4 separate regions of the Mus musculus genome follow, and all the other regions are linked to region 1. A link is a contact called in public Hi-C and HiCAR-type data. All regions are on one chromosome and are shown on one strand. The core of a region is the stretch at or near the end of the contact, and the rest is flanking DNA. Distances in the headings are between cores, read along the strand shown. Region 1 holds the start of Mex3b (mex3 RNA binding family member B). Region 2 holds the start of 2610206C17Rik (RIKEN cDNA 2610206C17 gene). Region 3 holds the start of Abhd17c (abhydrolase domain containing 17C). Region 4 holds the start of Tm6sf1 (transmembrane 6 superfamily member 1).

Region 1 (3,484 bases), core at 345-2,844:
TGTTACGAGAGGCTCGGATCATGGAGAAGTGCTCTGCGGCAGAGATGATCTCCCTCCGAGCCATAGCCACATCCTCCTTCCTGCCCGTCACAACAAAGACAGGCTCCTCCCCGCGAACTGGGGTCTTGATGTAAGTGTTGGTCTTCGCCCTCAAAGCTTTGATTTTACAACCTGGAAGCCAGGGTTCAAGGGAGGGAGTAGGAGAAATAGAGAAAGAGACACGCCCATTATCCCAGGATAACCGCGGAGACCCGGGACAGCCCGCGCCCAAGGCAGCTGGGCAGCAGAACACGCGACCAGAGAAAGGGGGCGTCTCCCTCGCTGACCCCGAACCGCGCTAGGAGCTGGACCGCCGGTTCTGTCCTCGAAACGCTCGAGGAATAAATAGCCCATTGGCTGCCTGGCCCTCCCCCGGTAACTGCAGTCGTCCCAAGCAAAGCGCAGAACCCCAGAAAAGTCATCTAGGGGGATGCTGCTGGTATCCAACTGAGCACACTGATTGCCTTGAAGACCAGGGGCTCCCGGGAAGCCGCGATCCCTAGACTCTGGAGGACTAGGGGTGGGGTTAAGAGAATGGCAGTCCTGGGACCCATTGTTCCTTCCCTGGACTCTATTCCATTCCGCTTTGCAGAAATCCCGAATCCTCATCCCTTCGGACGACCCCCCCCCATACTGCCCCCTCCCAAAGGACCACCAGAGGTCCCCTCCCCCAGTATATTATATTTTAAACATCTTTCCTAGAGTGGACTAAGTCTGGAGCACTAGAGGAAAAGGCAGTGATTTTAGCAGGAGAAAGTGCATCCCGCCGCGGCACTGGCGCCGCTGTGGAAGACAGCCTGCCTGCACTTTCTTTGTCTAGTGCGCCGGCCCATCGCGCGGCTCTTCCTCCCTCCCCAAGGCTCCCCCGCGCCACAGCTCCCGTTCCTGCACCCGCCCTCACAGTGAGGCGGTGGCGGAGATCCTACACACCCCTCCGGTCCCCATCCCTGCCGGACCCACCTTGCCTCCCTACGATCTCCGCGACGTGTTCGGAACTGGGTACCGGCACGCACTCGGTCATGTTCACGCTCTTCTTGCGCGGTTCGCTGTCGTACAAAGAGGCGCCCTCATCACTGTCCAGTCCCAACAGGGAGAGCTGATCGAGCGCAAGCTGCAGGGCTCTTTGGTCATCCAGAGTCTCTCCCCCGCCGCTGCCACCGCCGCCTCCCCCGCCGCCGCCTCCCCCGCCGCCGCCGCTGCCGTTGCGCTCCAGGTCTGCAAACAGCGAGCTGGGCATCGCTCCGCCGTGCGCGCCGCGCCCCAGCCGGCTCTCTGCTCGGCAGCTAGAAGGTGCAGCCACAAAGGCAGCCGGGAAGCCGGCAGTCAGGGGCGGGGAGGCCGGTCGGCTGCGGAGGGCTCCGTGGCTCGTTTTTCGGCGCTCGGAGGAGTGGGTCTCTGCGTGCAATCCGCACCGGGCAGTGGCTGCAAGAGCCCCCGCCTGGGTCCCCACCCCAGATCTGCTGGCGGTTGGGGTGGGGGCAGAGCTCGAGCGGCGGCCGCGCGTGCCCCCCGAGTGCCCGGCTGGCTGGCCACAATGCCGAGCGCAAAGCGAACAGGCGAGCGACAGCAGCGTTTCTTTAAGGAGCCCCTCCCCGGCTCCTCCACTCCCTCCCTCCCTCCCTCCCGCCCGCCCTCACTCAGCGCTTTTTCCTCCTCTCCTACCCGCCTCTTGACTGAGCCTCTGCAGCCAGACGGCTCCGGAGGGGGACGAGGGAGGCGCAACGTCACCGGCGGGAGCTGACACTACAATGCTACTGACACTATCGCTGGGGGAGGCGATTGGCGCGCGCCAGGCCGGGGGCGGGCGGAGGCCGGGGCTGAGAGAGCGGAGCCAGCGCCACCCCCATCGAGCTCGCCGCAGCCCGCCCCGGCCTCCTCCCGGCCGCGCCCCTCCCCCGCCGCCGCCGCGAACGCCTCTCTTTGTTGTCTAATGCGGGACCGGCTGGCTCGGGACATTTATATGTACCTATCAGCCGAGGACAACCACTGTCCTCAAGTCTCTTTCCTCTCCAGGTTGAGAAGAAAAGGCGCCCAACTGTGATGCCAGCCGCCAAGCTCCAAAGAGCGGTCCTTCTAAAGTCCCGTTACTGCCCCCAAATAAAGCATCCCTGGAGCCGACGCGACCACTAGGTGGACGGTATACTGTACAAGGTATCTGTACCACAGGGCGGCCCAACCCTGGGACGCGGAACCAAAGGCTCGAGATCCTGGGCCCCATTGGTATTGTGACTGCTGGGCGCGAGCTGCCCACCTGCGCGGGAGCGCACGCCACACAAAAGACACGCCCGCCCACACTGCCACTCGCGCGCGCGCTCACATTTCCGTCCCCTTGGGTAGCACTTTGCCCAAGTGGCCCTGAAAGAACGAATGCCAAAACCAGAAACCGGTTGCAGAAAGGGCCCGACCCGCACCGCTGCAGGTGACCTCTAGGGTCCCGCACATGCCTGGCGCGCGGACTGAGACCCCGCGGGCTCCCACACGCGCACGAGCGCCGCGCGCCCACTGCCGGGACGCCAGCCCTACACTGCCCGGGAACAGTGAGGGCGTGCGCGCCCGCCGCTCCCAGGCCCGCCCCTCCCTGCGGTCAGGCATGCGCAGTGCCTGAGAGGAGCCCAGAGCGCGCCGGCCCCGCCCTCCGCCCAGCCCGGCCCCGCCGGGAGGTGTGTGGTCGGGCCTGGCGCTCTTTGTGCGCTTCTCGGGTTGGGGGAGGCGGCGGAGGAAGGGTGCGACAGGACTAGCGGGCGGCCAAGGCGAACTGCGCCCCCTCCTGGCTTCTCCACCGATAGCCTCCGAGCGCAAGCGAAAAGAAAGGAGGTTTTGAGGGGCGGGCCGGGGCGGGGTTCGGGCCTCGGCGCATCTCCCTCCTGCGAGAGGAGGACGCCCCTTCCCTGCTCAAAGCGCATCCGCTTCTCCGTCCTTTGTTCCCGGAGCCCGCCTGTTTATCCGCGCCCCTGCGCCCTGCAGGCTAGTAGTCCAGGCTTTCCCTAATCCTGTTAAGGTCTGCCGGGAGAGACGCCTCCTGGTGATTCCGAGGCGACTTGTGTACACCGCAGACTGGTTTACTGGAGAACCCCTTCCCCGCTGGGGGCGACCCTGGGGACCTGGGGCAGATCTGAGGGACCCAGAAAAAAGGGATCACCCCGCACCTCGGCTTTTATCCACAATACCTCCCCTGCCCAATGCCTGGGTGGTTAAAAGTGACAATGGTTGGCAGTGCACTTGGGAGCGGACTGTTCTGCCAGCGCCTGCACTTCCAAGCGTGCGAAGGTGATCCCAAGCTCCAAACTCACCTGGAGCTGTCTCGGGGCAGAGGTGCTGATTATTTCCCTAGGGAAATGAGGCTGAGGTGCGGCTTTACTGTGGCTATTTCCTCAGGATGTTTACGTCAGCTTCCCCAAGCTGGCTGTGTTTTTCTTCAAAGAATCAGTTCTATAAGGGGCGGGAG
Region 2 (3,484 bases), core at 541-3,040, 1.8 Mb before region 1:
TCCCTAGTATTGAGTTTAAAGGTGTGAGTCTCCACACCTGGCTTTAAAGATTTATTTTCAAGTGTATGAGTGTTTTGACAGTTGTGAGCCACCACGCAGATGCTGGGAACCCAACCTAAGACCACTACAAGAGCAGTAAGTGCTCTTAACTGCTGAATCATTACTCCAACCTTAAATATAAATTTTGAATGGGTTGAATGTGCCTCAAAAACACCCTTAGGCCCTGGGTAGGGACCTTCTGTTCTGCTCTGGTTTCGAACAGCAGGCTTAGCTTTATTTTATTTGGCCCTGGGTTTCACTACTTAGCTCTGGTCACCCTGGAACTTGCTATATCCACCAGGCTGACCTAGTACTCACAGAGGTATATTTTTCTTTGCCTCTCCATGCTGAAAGTATAAAGGCCTGGGCCACGGTGGCTGGCCAGGCTTAGCTTTGGTGATTTATTTTAGAATATCCTGCCCCAGAAACTTGTCTGTCACCTCACAAGAGCATTGTGTGTTTCTCCCAAGCCCTCTTCAGGAACACTTCCTTTCGTTTTCCATGAAGTCATAAGAATTTTTCAAATGCCACCTTTTCTTCAAAGAATTCTACCTGACCTCCACCATGTCCTCTATTCTGTCTCCTCCTTATTCTACAGGATTACAGAAAGCAGCCCAAACCACACATGGTTAGCCGTATCTCAACCTTGTGACCATGAGCCCCTATTACTGTAAAAATAGGGCAGAAATTTCAGGGAAATAGGTAAAGAGAGCACAGTGACAAAGATAAACATTGTAAAACACCAAAAGGCACAACCCCAAGACTAACAAAATAACATAATTTCAAATAAAGACAGGACTCTAGGCAATCCTGTTTGGGCTGGGGAAATCTCAGGAGAGCTGTCCCCCACTTCTCCCGCACAACCTGTGCAGGGCTGCTGGACTAGAATCTACCGCTTCCGCGAGAAGGTCCAGGGGGCTTCCCGAGTCCAGGCGTGTAGGTGTGTATTACACAAGCGAGCACACACGCCTCAGGTCTCGCTCTCTGTAAATCGTGGTTCAGGACAGGGCAGAGTTCAGACCTGGCACTTTGGGCTGGCCCTCCTGGTCTTCTAGGGGCCTGGGCAACAGAATCTCAATCTATGTCGTCTCTCAAACTACGCAGGTGGAACACCAGCTCTAGACAAGGGTAGTCTATCCCTGGGAGGATGCAGAGCCCGGAGCTACGTCATCAGACACCCCATCCCCTCGCCGTCCCCCAAGTCTGCACCAGAGCCCTCTTGCTCCTGAGGCAACATCAAAAAGCTAACCTAGCCCGCTGACCTGGCCGAGGCAGGGGCGTGGCCGAGAGAAAAGCAGCGCCTCTGTGCCACGCCCCTCAAATGCCTTGACCAATAATAGCACTCTCCGAGATCCGGCCCCGCCCCCACGCCGCCTCCGGCCCGCGGCCCCGCCCGGGCCGGTCATAATTAGGCAGCGGGCTGGGACTGCCGCGTCAGCGCGCGTTGAGAGCCAATCGCGGGCGCTCCCTTGAGGCCGCGTCACAGGCCGAGCAGCCAAACAGAAAAGTTTAATAAACAGCGGACGGAGGGCCGGCGGCGGCGGGCCGGGAGCGAGTGGGGGTTTGGCGGCCTCACCTGTCCTCACTCTCAGCGGCGGCGAGAGGCGGCGGCGGCAGCGCGTCCGGCGGAGAGGGCCGCCGCCAGGTGAGGAGTGCGGGCAGCGGTGGGCGCAGCCTCCGGGCGGCCTGGGAGCCGGAAGCGGCGGGCGGCGCAGCAGGTGGCCTCGCAGTGGCGAGCGGAGGGCGCGGTCCCGGTGGGGCGCGGTCCCGGGCTCCCCGGGCGCGCGCTGAGCTCGGGGTCGGGGTGGGCGCGCCTGGGGCCAGTCCGGAGCAGCTGCCGCACGCCGGGCAGCGTCCTCACGTCCCTTTGGTAGGCTGAGGCTAGAGAAGGCTCAGAGGGAGTCTCCGGGATTCCAAGCTCTCTGCTCCTCTGAGAGCGTTTTCAAGTTTCTCACTGTTGGATGCGTAAACAAGCTACACGGAGTGTGGCGTCTGAAGTCAATCTAACTCTATCAGAACTCAGTGATTTGCCATCATCATCCAGAATTGTCAGGCGTTTGTGGGAACTGGGGCCTTGGGGTCACCTCCAAGCCGTGCATGCTAACTAGCTTGGTAGTCAGCACCTAGTGGTTCCGAAAACCGAAATTAAACGTCACTTTCAAACTATATTCGAAATTTATCCTTTTCCTAATTAAAATGCCACGTAGGCTTTTGAGATTATTTATGAAGTATTTTATGGCAATTGCTGTTTTATGTATTATTTCCAGGCCTGCGGGGACAATTTTTTGGTAAACCATGAACATTTAAATGGAGAAAAGACATTGTCTTAATTTTTCCTTTTTCCTTTTTTTTTTTTTTTTTTTAACATTTAAAAAACACGTAAGCCGGGCGTGGTGGCGCACGCCTTTAATCCCAGCACTTGGGAGGCAGAGGCAGGCGGATTCCAGCCTGTTCTACACAGTGAGTTCCAGGACAGCCAGGGCTACACAGAGAAACCCTGTCTCGGGGTGGGGGTGGGGTGGGGCGGGGAGACAAACATGTAAGAGGGGTAATAGGCACAGATAGGAAAATTTCAGGCTTGATTGCTGTTTTGACTGCAGCCATACTTTCCTGTGTTAATGTCAAAACTCACAATATGAGTTATATCACAAAGTTTTTAAAGTAATGGTCAGTCCTGGGAGAATACACAACACAATGTACTATAAAGAGAGAAAACATAAACTTTCAGACTCCTCACTCCAGAGCCAGAACTAGAACATTACTCAAACTTGTATGTGTTCACGAGTTTCTTATCTGGCCTAACCCAGTTTACTGTTTCTTACTGAGGTAAATAAACATTCTAGACTCGGTGGATTTGCTCATTCTCTAGCCTTTTAAAAATTAGTTTTGTCACACACTAATCTCTTCAAACAGTGTCACTTTAGGTTCCTTGCCCTTTGAACTTTGGACAGATAGTGTATGGTTGTGGTTCATCCATTTCATTGTTTCTTAATGCTGTGTTCCTCCCTTCACCCCAGTGTTTCGATGGTGTTTCTTGTTTTGCTTCTAACAAGTGTACTCTGGGAACTTTTCTTCTTGCAGCTGTTGTTGCCCAAGTTGCCTGTCGAAAAGTAAATACTGTAGATCGTGGTAGAAAGTTGTAGGCAATCAGTAATAAAATAGAGATGAAAACGTTACGATTCTGCTTCCTTCCTTTAATCAGGAAGACTCACTGTTCTTGTGACTGGTTCCTAGTTGCTATGTTTGCATGAGGAACTAAGATTTCTGTTAATCTCTACACCGAATCCCTTCAAACCGGCTGTGGAAAGTTTGGCACCCTTTGGTACTTCTCAGGGCAAAACCAGCAAGTGGGAGAAAACTCCATGTTTTGTGAAGCCACCCTGTCTGTTCTCCACCACTCCTCCCCTCCCTGCAGTCTCTGGCAGGTTATTGAGGAGTCTTCTTT
Region 3 (3,484 bases), core at 268-2,767, 1.3 Mb before region 1:
ACGGGAAACAAGCAGGCAAAATATTAACATGAAACAACTCCCAGAGTCTTTGGGAAAAACTTGGGGTCAGTCACTAAAGCCTGGCTAGGGAAGAGCAGCTTTGCCCATCTAACTTTAAAACAGACTTGGAGAGGCGTTGTGGGCAGGCTTTTGGGGATTCAGTGAAGATACGGCCTTTGAAAACTCAGTCCACAAGGTTACTACTTAAAGTGGTACTGGTAAATCAATTTATATTAGGATGCTCAAAATTCTTTTTGTTTAAAAAATGTTGTAATCCTTCTTGGGACATTTATGAGGTCTGGAATGGTGACTGCCCACTGGGGCTCTGGTTGTATTCATTGCAGGTAGCCTAAAATGACCTCCTACCCCTGAAAGGAAAGCCTGGTGCCAAAGTCCAGAGGAGAGGCTCTGCCAACCGGACACCAGGGTTCACACGGTTTCAGAAGCCCTGAGAGTTATATTTGGAAAATCACTTAAAGCCTATAGCCAAGACAATAGTGGATTAAAATCGTTGTAACATGTCTTTCATGATTAAAAAGTCTGGCGCCAAAACAGTTCTAGAGAAACTAACATCAAAAAGGACAGATATGGAGTATCCAGTTGGCACCACAGGGGATGATGTAAGGGATGGGGGTGAGAGAGGACCGTGTTGACACCATTTGTTGTAAAACCAACAGGCTCTGCTGTAATTGTTATTACAGAAAGACCTGCGTAGCTGTACATACCCAACAGCCGCCTGCAACACGGGAACACGTACGAGATGGACCAGAGCATTTATGGTAGTGGCTGTTCAAGAAGTCTTGAATCTCAGCAAGTGGTGGTAGAGGCTAGAAGCATGTGAGTTCTAAACCAGTGTAGGCTAAACTGTCTCAAACAACCAAAAGAGAAAAAAATAGCATTGATTAGAGGAAAGCAAGGCATTTTTAATGTACTCAATTCTCTTTCTCAATAATTATCTTTTACATAAATTCCCAATAACTCCACCAGGACAGAAAGCTGGTTTTGGAGAACTGAATCCTAAAGTATCTGCACACCTACCTTTTCAATCCAGGATTGTCCCAACCGCTCTAATCTCTTCAGACCCCCGCCCCAATCGCGCTAAGCCCCGCCCCAGACTCCAGAGCCTCGCTTCGGACCGGGGAGTTTGTTCTAACGAGTAGCCCCGCCCAGATGCGCTAACTCCCGCCCAAGAGGCGGGAGCCCCGCCCAGCCCGGGGAGTCCTGCTTCAGACTGGGGCGTCCGTTCCGATGGGTAGCCCCGCCCGCCTGTGGGGGCGCGCGGCGCGGTAACCCGGAAGTGGCAGTAGCGTGCGGGGGCGGGGCGGCGCGCTGGAGCGGGCCATGGCCGCCGCCGCCGCGGGCTTTGTGTGCCGCGCGCGAGCCCCGGCCGTCCGCACCTCGCCGGGGCTGCGGGGCTGCCGCTGACCCGCCCCGCTCGCCGCGCCGCGCCCGCCTGGCCCCGCCCCTGGCCTCTCCGCCTTCTCGGCCGGCCTCCAGTTCTCGGCGCTCTCCCTCTGCGCTCCCTGCGCTTCCCTCCCGCCCGCGGCGGGCGCCAGGCCGCCCCGATGCCCGAGCCCGGCCCCAGGATGAACGGCTTCTCGCTCGGCGAGCTGTGCTGGCTCTTCTGCTGCCCTCCTTGTCCGAGCCGCATCGCCGCCAAGCTGGCCTTCCTGCCGCCCGAACCCACCTACACGGTGCTGGCGCCCGAGCAGCGCGCGCCCGCTCCCGCGGCGACCCCCGCGCCCGCCCCGGCGGCGCAGCCCGCTCCGGCCGAGGAGGGTGCGGGCCCCGGCGCGTGCAGCCTGCACCTGAGCGAGCGCGCCGACTGGCAGTACTCGCAGCGCGAACTGGACGCCGTCGAGGTCTTCTTCTCGCGCACGGCCCGCGACAACCGGCTGGGCTGCATGTTCGTGCGCTGCGCGCCCTCCAGCCGCTACACGCTGCTCTTCTCGCACGGCAACGCCGTGGACTTGGGCCAGATGTGTAGCTTCTACATCGGCCTGGGCTCGCGCATCAACTGCAACATCTTCTCTTACGACTACTCGGGCTATGGTGTGAGCTCCGGCAAGCCCTCCGAAAAGAATCTCTACGCTGACATCGACGCCGCGTGGCAGGCACTGCGCACCCGGTGAGCCCCGAGCCACGGTTGGGGTGCGGGCTTGTGCTCCCGGATTGTTGCATTCGCTCGAGATTGCAACAGCCCTCGGGGATGGAGAGCTCAGACTTAAAGGGTCCTGCCTGCTTTTCACTGGCCCGCGCGGCCTGGAGTCTTTGTGGCTCCGGTTAAACGCACGTGGCCGCTGTGGGGGATGCCAATGTACCGGCCAAACCAACTTGGTTGGGCTTGAGTTGTGTCTTGAGCTACGCGCAGACCCCGAAGGTCTGGTAGAAGTGACCTTGGGGTTTTCAGAGCCCTTGACAGCTGGGGAGAGACGATGACCTCTAAAAGACTTTCCAAGTAGAAAGTGTCCCTGGGGCGATGCCTGTGCAGCCCTTAAGGCTGGGTCGGGTCGGGTGTGGGGAGGACTTTGCCTCCTGGTCCCGCAGAGTATGTGGCACTGGGAGATCAGGAAGTTAGCTGAAGAACCTTCCCTAAACACCACCAGTAGCGCAGAGTGTTATAGGCGTGAGGAAATCTCTTGACCTTGAGTTAGCGTTCATAAAACTGGAAAGTATTTATTCAGGGTCTTTTATATGCTAAGCACAAATTGTTATATTCTGAGGACAGACCAGGTTGGGGGGGGGGGGAACTAACTTAAGTTTTACTCTGAACTTAGACATTTGGTTTGCGGGAAAGTCAAGTGACCTGACCAGTTTTGGTGCTTGTGACCTTCCCATGCAATCCCCATAGCACAGGTGGCAACCGTACCTGAGGTCCTGTGTGTAATGAGCTTGGATTTCGTTAGAGGAATAAGTCCCCAGAATGACAGTAGGCACTGTTCTTTTTAGAGACCTTTGTATCGTTTTTATGAAACGTCTATTTGCTAAGCTAAGTACATGGCCAGTAATAATGACTTTATTTCCATATGTGTTGCACATATGTTCATAAGTTATCCCTTATGCTTCTTGAGAAATGGCTTGTATAACAGAGAAGTACTTAGTATTCACTCTAAGATGCTTGCTCACATTCTTCTGAGGTCTTGGAGGGCTCCTCAATTGGGGTATAGTTTTTGGAGAATGATGTAGGCAGATGAGGCTGGATTCTATCCTGATGGAGTGGCTGAGGATCCACAAGTAGTCACATGCCACCTGCTCCCAAGAACAGGTTTCAGAAGTATTTGTCAGAAGCGGGGAGTGGAGTGCTGGTGTGGGATATGCTTCAGCACTCTGGAGGGAGGCAGAGGCTGGAGGATTGCTCAAAGTTTCAGGCTAGCCTGAGCTACATGGTGAGTTCTATGTTGGCCAGGGCCATAGTAAGACCTTGCCTGGAGAAAAATATGTGGAGTAGGTGGATGGCTGAGTGGGTGCAGGCTGCTTTGTGGGT
Region 4 (3,484 bases), core at 610-3,109, 1.0 Mb after region 1:
GTGTGTGGCTGGAACGAGTCCACACCAGGGCTCAGCACTGATCAGTAACACACAGTAATATGTCATCAAATCCTCACCACCAGCAGCAGCCCTTCCTAAATTGCTCTTCCTGCAAATGCCTGTCCATCACATCCACTTCCTTCCCCTACCACGCTCACCCCCTTCCCTATGCCCTGCTCTGTTGTCTTCATAGCATGCTACTCTATATATCTGATGGTGTCTGTTTTAATGCATGACTCCTCAGCAAGGACATGGCCTGTTCAGCGAGGGCTCCAAGCACAGAGGTGTTCAATGAATGGTATTACTTTAGGAGCCTAGGTCCCTGTGCTCTGTTGACAGGCACAAAACATCTGACTGCTCGGAGCTGCTGCTTCAGGAGATGCACCAAAGGCCAAGCACAGGGGCAGCCTGTGTCTAAGGGAGCGTCGCAGTGCTCACTCATGCCGTCTGGATGAGGTGACCTCAGCAGTGAGAGAAAACCATTGACTGTGTGCATACTCCGCTAGCAGTCTGGAGGTCTGGCACGGGCTGCAGGGTATAGATTGATGCAATTTCCTTAGCACCAACTGCTATGAAAAGCACAGCCAGTTACTTCCTCCTCCAGCAGCCCACAATCAACTTCAGCAGGGCCACCGCTGGCGCCTTTCCACTGACCACCCAGGCCTTCGGCTGCCCATGGGGGCTCGTCAGTCAGTGATCCCTTTAGAGAAGTGAAAGCCAAGACTGGGACCCAGAGCCCTTACAGAATTCGTCGGTTCCTTAGCATTAAACTGATCACTGAACCTTTGCTCCTGGCCAGCATCGAACCTCTATCCCTTTCACAGCGCCCTTGCACAAAGTTCCCACAAGATCCTTGAGGTGCAAAGACAGACCAGAACACTAAAGCCAGGTCACCCTGTTAGTAGCAAAGGCTCAGAAAACCATGGTTATTTCTGTTAGCCGCTCACAACAGTTTCTAAAATTATAAAATGGTAAGTATGTGAAAGTCCATACAAGGAAAGCGTTCCTTTCAAATAAGGCGGTTCGTGCCTTCCGTGTTGCTCTGCACCCCTCTAGTGTCTGAGAGCCTCGGAGGCAGGGGCATTTCGGTATTGACCTTGGTAATATCAGCTACCCACCCAGTACTGGCAAAGAGCAGGCGCCCAGCTCTCAGACCTTGAACTGCCCTAGCCCAGTTTGAGGACCTAGGGCCGGGTGACCCTGGTGCCTCCCTCATGCTGCGGGCGTGGCGTTTCTGGAAGCTACCCAGTCCCAAAGCCGCGGTCCCAAACCCGCGGAAAAGTTGCGGGCTCTTGTCTACCCCGCGCGCGCTCACTCACTCGTGCTGGGCCGCCAGGTGGTTGAAGATGTAGGTGACCGGGATGGCTGAGAGGGACAGCACAAAAACCCCCGTGGCCGCAGAGGCACTCATTGCCACCTCCGGGTCGCTCTTCTTTCACCGCATCGCGCCGGGGGTCCCCTGGCTCAGCTTCCGGCGGCGCCGCGCCCCTCGCCGCTGCCCTTCCAGGCGGCCCCCGGCCGCGTCTCCTCTGCGCGTCCCCGTCGCCCGTAGCTGCCCGGCGCGCACAGAGAGAGGCACCACCCGGGTGCTCTAGGGCCGCTGTACGATCCCCAGAGGCGTCCCCACCAGGCTCCTGCTAACGAACGCAAGGGCTCAGCAGCCACCGCGAGGAGACAAGCGCCCCAGGACGCTTGCTTTAATGGGAAAAGGAAGGGCCCGGCGAAGGACGCGGGTCACAGATGGGAGCTGGGCATCCTCGAGCTGGAACGGAGCTGGGCTGAGCCAAGGGCCAGCAGAGGGTGGAGCCAGATCTGAGGGTGTCAGAGCCCGCAGGCCCGCGAGATCGGCTCAGAGACCTGTGGGGACAGATGCTCCTGGAACAACACTGTGCCGCCCTCCCACCCCACCCCCCGCGCGCACCCCTTCCCTACACACAGCTGCCATCAACGTCCGCAACCAATGTTCCAGTGCCAAGTGGAAATATTTGTTTTCCACCTTGGTTGCTCACTCACCGCCCCTTGACCTTGATCAAGTTACTGAAACATTCTGTATCATTTCTCTGTGAAATGGGAATAACCTGCTCCCTCGTATGATTGTGGAAATCGACCGAGTTAACAAGCGTGGAGTGCTTGCCCTGCACTGCTCAGCACACTGGTCTGTCTCCTGCTCCCTTTCTTTTTTTGTAGCAGAACTGACCCTCAGAGGAATGCCCTGATGTAAGACACTGAGGCAGCGTTCATTCCTTGCCTGGAGTGTTTTTGGAGGCCAGGTTACCACCGGCTAGCCTGGCAGGTCCTGAAGATTAGGGCTCTTCGTGGAATATTCCCAGACGTCTGGGTGTAGAGCATGAGAGTGCCGCCCAAAGAGCTGCTTGAGCAGGGTGTGCTCAGGAAGCCCCCTGGGCCTGAGTCCTGTTGGTATGGCCCCAGGGAAGGGAAAAGAAGTGGGCTCCGGAGCAACAGTGGGGGCAGCAGAGTGCGCGCCTTCCTGTCTTTAGGTCAGAGGCTTACAGGTCATTTGGCTCATTTTCAATGTGAGGAAAATGAACCTGCACCAGGACAGTCGGTTGTTCCAAAGCCAGCTCTCCTACTATCTGCCCTCCCTTTTCTTGAAAACTCAGCCAACAATGGGCACAAAAGGGTAAAGACTGTCCAAACGGCAGCATCTCGCAAAGCTTCTCCCAGAAGTCTCAGTGGGAACCTGGACATCGCTCACGATCTTCCATGATCGCTCCTTGCCTTTACCACCTCCTTCATTCCCCAAAGCGCCTTCTCTCCTCCAGGCCATCTCCTAGGCCAGTTTCCCAGCCAGTCCAACCTCCTCCACATCCCACACCGAGCTGCTTTAGCCGTCTGCGTGTATCCTGAGTCTCTCGGGCTGCTCTGAATCTTTCTTGTCTACCTAGACACTTGCTGCATATCATTTCTATTCCTTCTCATCCATGCTTGGGCTTTTTTAAAATTCAGAATCATATTTATGGAAATAACTTAATAGAGGCTGGGGGTGTAGTTGATCGTGCTTGCTTTGTGTGCACAAATCTTAAGGCTCTGTCCTCGTGCACTTCATGAACTGACTTTGATGGGGGCTCATCTGAAATCCCAGCACTAAGAGATGGAGGCAGAGGGAGTCCCTGGTTCAAGGTCATCCTTAGCTACCCAGCAAGTCTGAGGCCGACCTGGGATATATGAGATTCTGTCTCAACTAACAAAAAGGTACCGGGAAATGCCACAGAGTATGCCACATCCTGAGCTCCGCGTCACCCGCTCCGGATGGAAACTGAGGTGTTGAGGGACAGAGAGGTGATCAGGCTCCTCTCAGAAAACCTCAAGTGCAGGAAGCTACTTCTAAGGTCCGACCTGGTGAGGGAAGCATCTTAAAAGCCTGTGGTATGCACAACTGCTTTCCAGAAAAAGAGGCAGCAAGATCAGTTGGGAAGCCTCTACAATTTATCCTGCCAAGAGATGATAAGACCAGAACCAACCC

What was found. A called contact is a pair of places that touch in the nucleus more often than the background predicts. HiCAR-type assays count read pairs that join an accessible place to other places.
Region 2: a HiCAR-type map of astrocytes shows a contact between it and region 1, with 3 times the contacts expected there. The contact joins the promoter of 2610206C17Rik here to the promoter of Mex3b in region 1. A contact is called at or near these places in 1 of 39 promoter capture datasets (pre-B cells), 1 of 115 datasets of contacts at active chromatin or transcription factors (astrocytes) and 1 of 9 other capture datasets (adipose tissue).
Region 3: a Hi-C map of Th1 cells shows a contact between it and region 1, with 15 times the contacts expected there. The contact joins the promoter of Abhd17c here to the promoter of Mex3b in region 1. A contact is called at or near these places in 2 of 39 promoter capture datasets (liver and pre-B cells), 3 of 484 Hi-C or Micro-C datasets (Th1 cells and embryonic stem cells), 3 of 115 datasets of contacts at active chromatin or transcription factors (astrocytes, pancreatic cancer cells and stem cell-derived neural progenitor cells) and 2 of 9 other capture datasets (adipose tissue and liver).
Region 4: a contact with region 1 is called in a Hi-C map of B cells, with 5 read pairs. The contact joins the promoter of Tm6sf1 here to the promoter of Mex3b in region 1.

Annotation. Positions count from the first base shown.
Region 1 is chr7:82,865,443-82,868,926 of GRCm38.p6, reverse strand. Mex3b (mex3 RNA binding family member B) reads right to left here and starts at 1,594. Exons shown (of 2, transcript NM_175366.3): 1 at 1,000-1,594; 2 at 1-171. The coding sequence starts at 1,276. Gm36584 (a long non-coding RNA gene) reads left to right here and starts at 1,631. Exons shown (of 5, transcript XR_003946820.1): 1 at 1,631-3,385.
Region 2 is chr7:84,687,946-84,691,429 of GRCm38.p6, reverse strand. 2610206C17Rik (RIKEN cDNA 2610206C17 gene) reads right to left here and starts at 1,790. Exons shown (of 5, transcript NR_038175.1): 1 at 1,616-1,790. Zfand6 (zinc finger, AN1-type domain 6) reads left to right here and starts at 1,473. Exons shown (of 7, transcript NM_001360578.1): 1 at 1,473-1,684.
Region 3 is chr7:84,149,926-84,153,409 of GRCm38.p6, reverse strand. It overlaps Abhd17c (abhydrolase domain containing 17C), which reads left to right and starts at 1,517. Exons shown (of 3, transcript NM_133722.2): 1 at 1,517-2,128. The coding sequence starts at 1,566. LOC117997403 (a long non-coding RNA gene) reads right to left here and starts at 1,270. Exons shown (of 3, transcript NR_169136.1): 1 at 1,039-1,270; 2 at 726-864.
Region 4 is chr7:81,857,376-81,860,859 of GRCm38.p6, reverse strand. It overlaps Tm6sf1 (transmembrane 6 superfamily member 1), which reads right to left and starts at 1,859. Exons shown (of 10, transcript NM_145375.4): 1 at 1,320-1,859. The coding sequence starts at 1,411.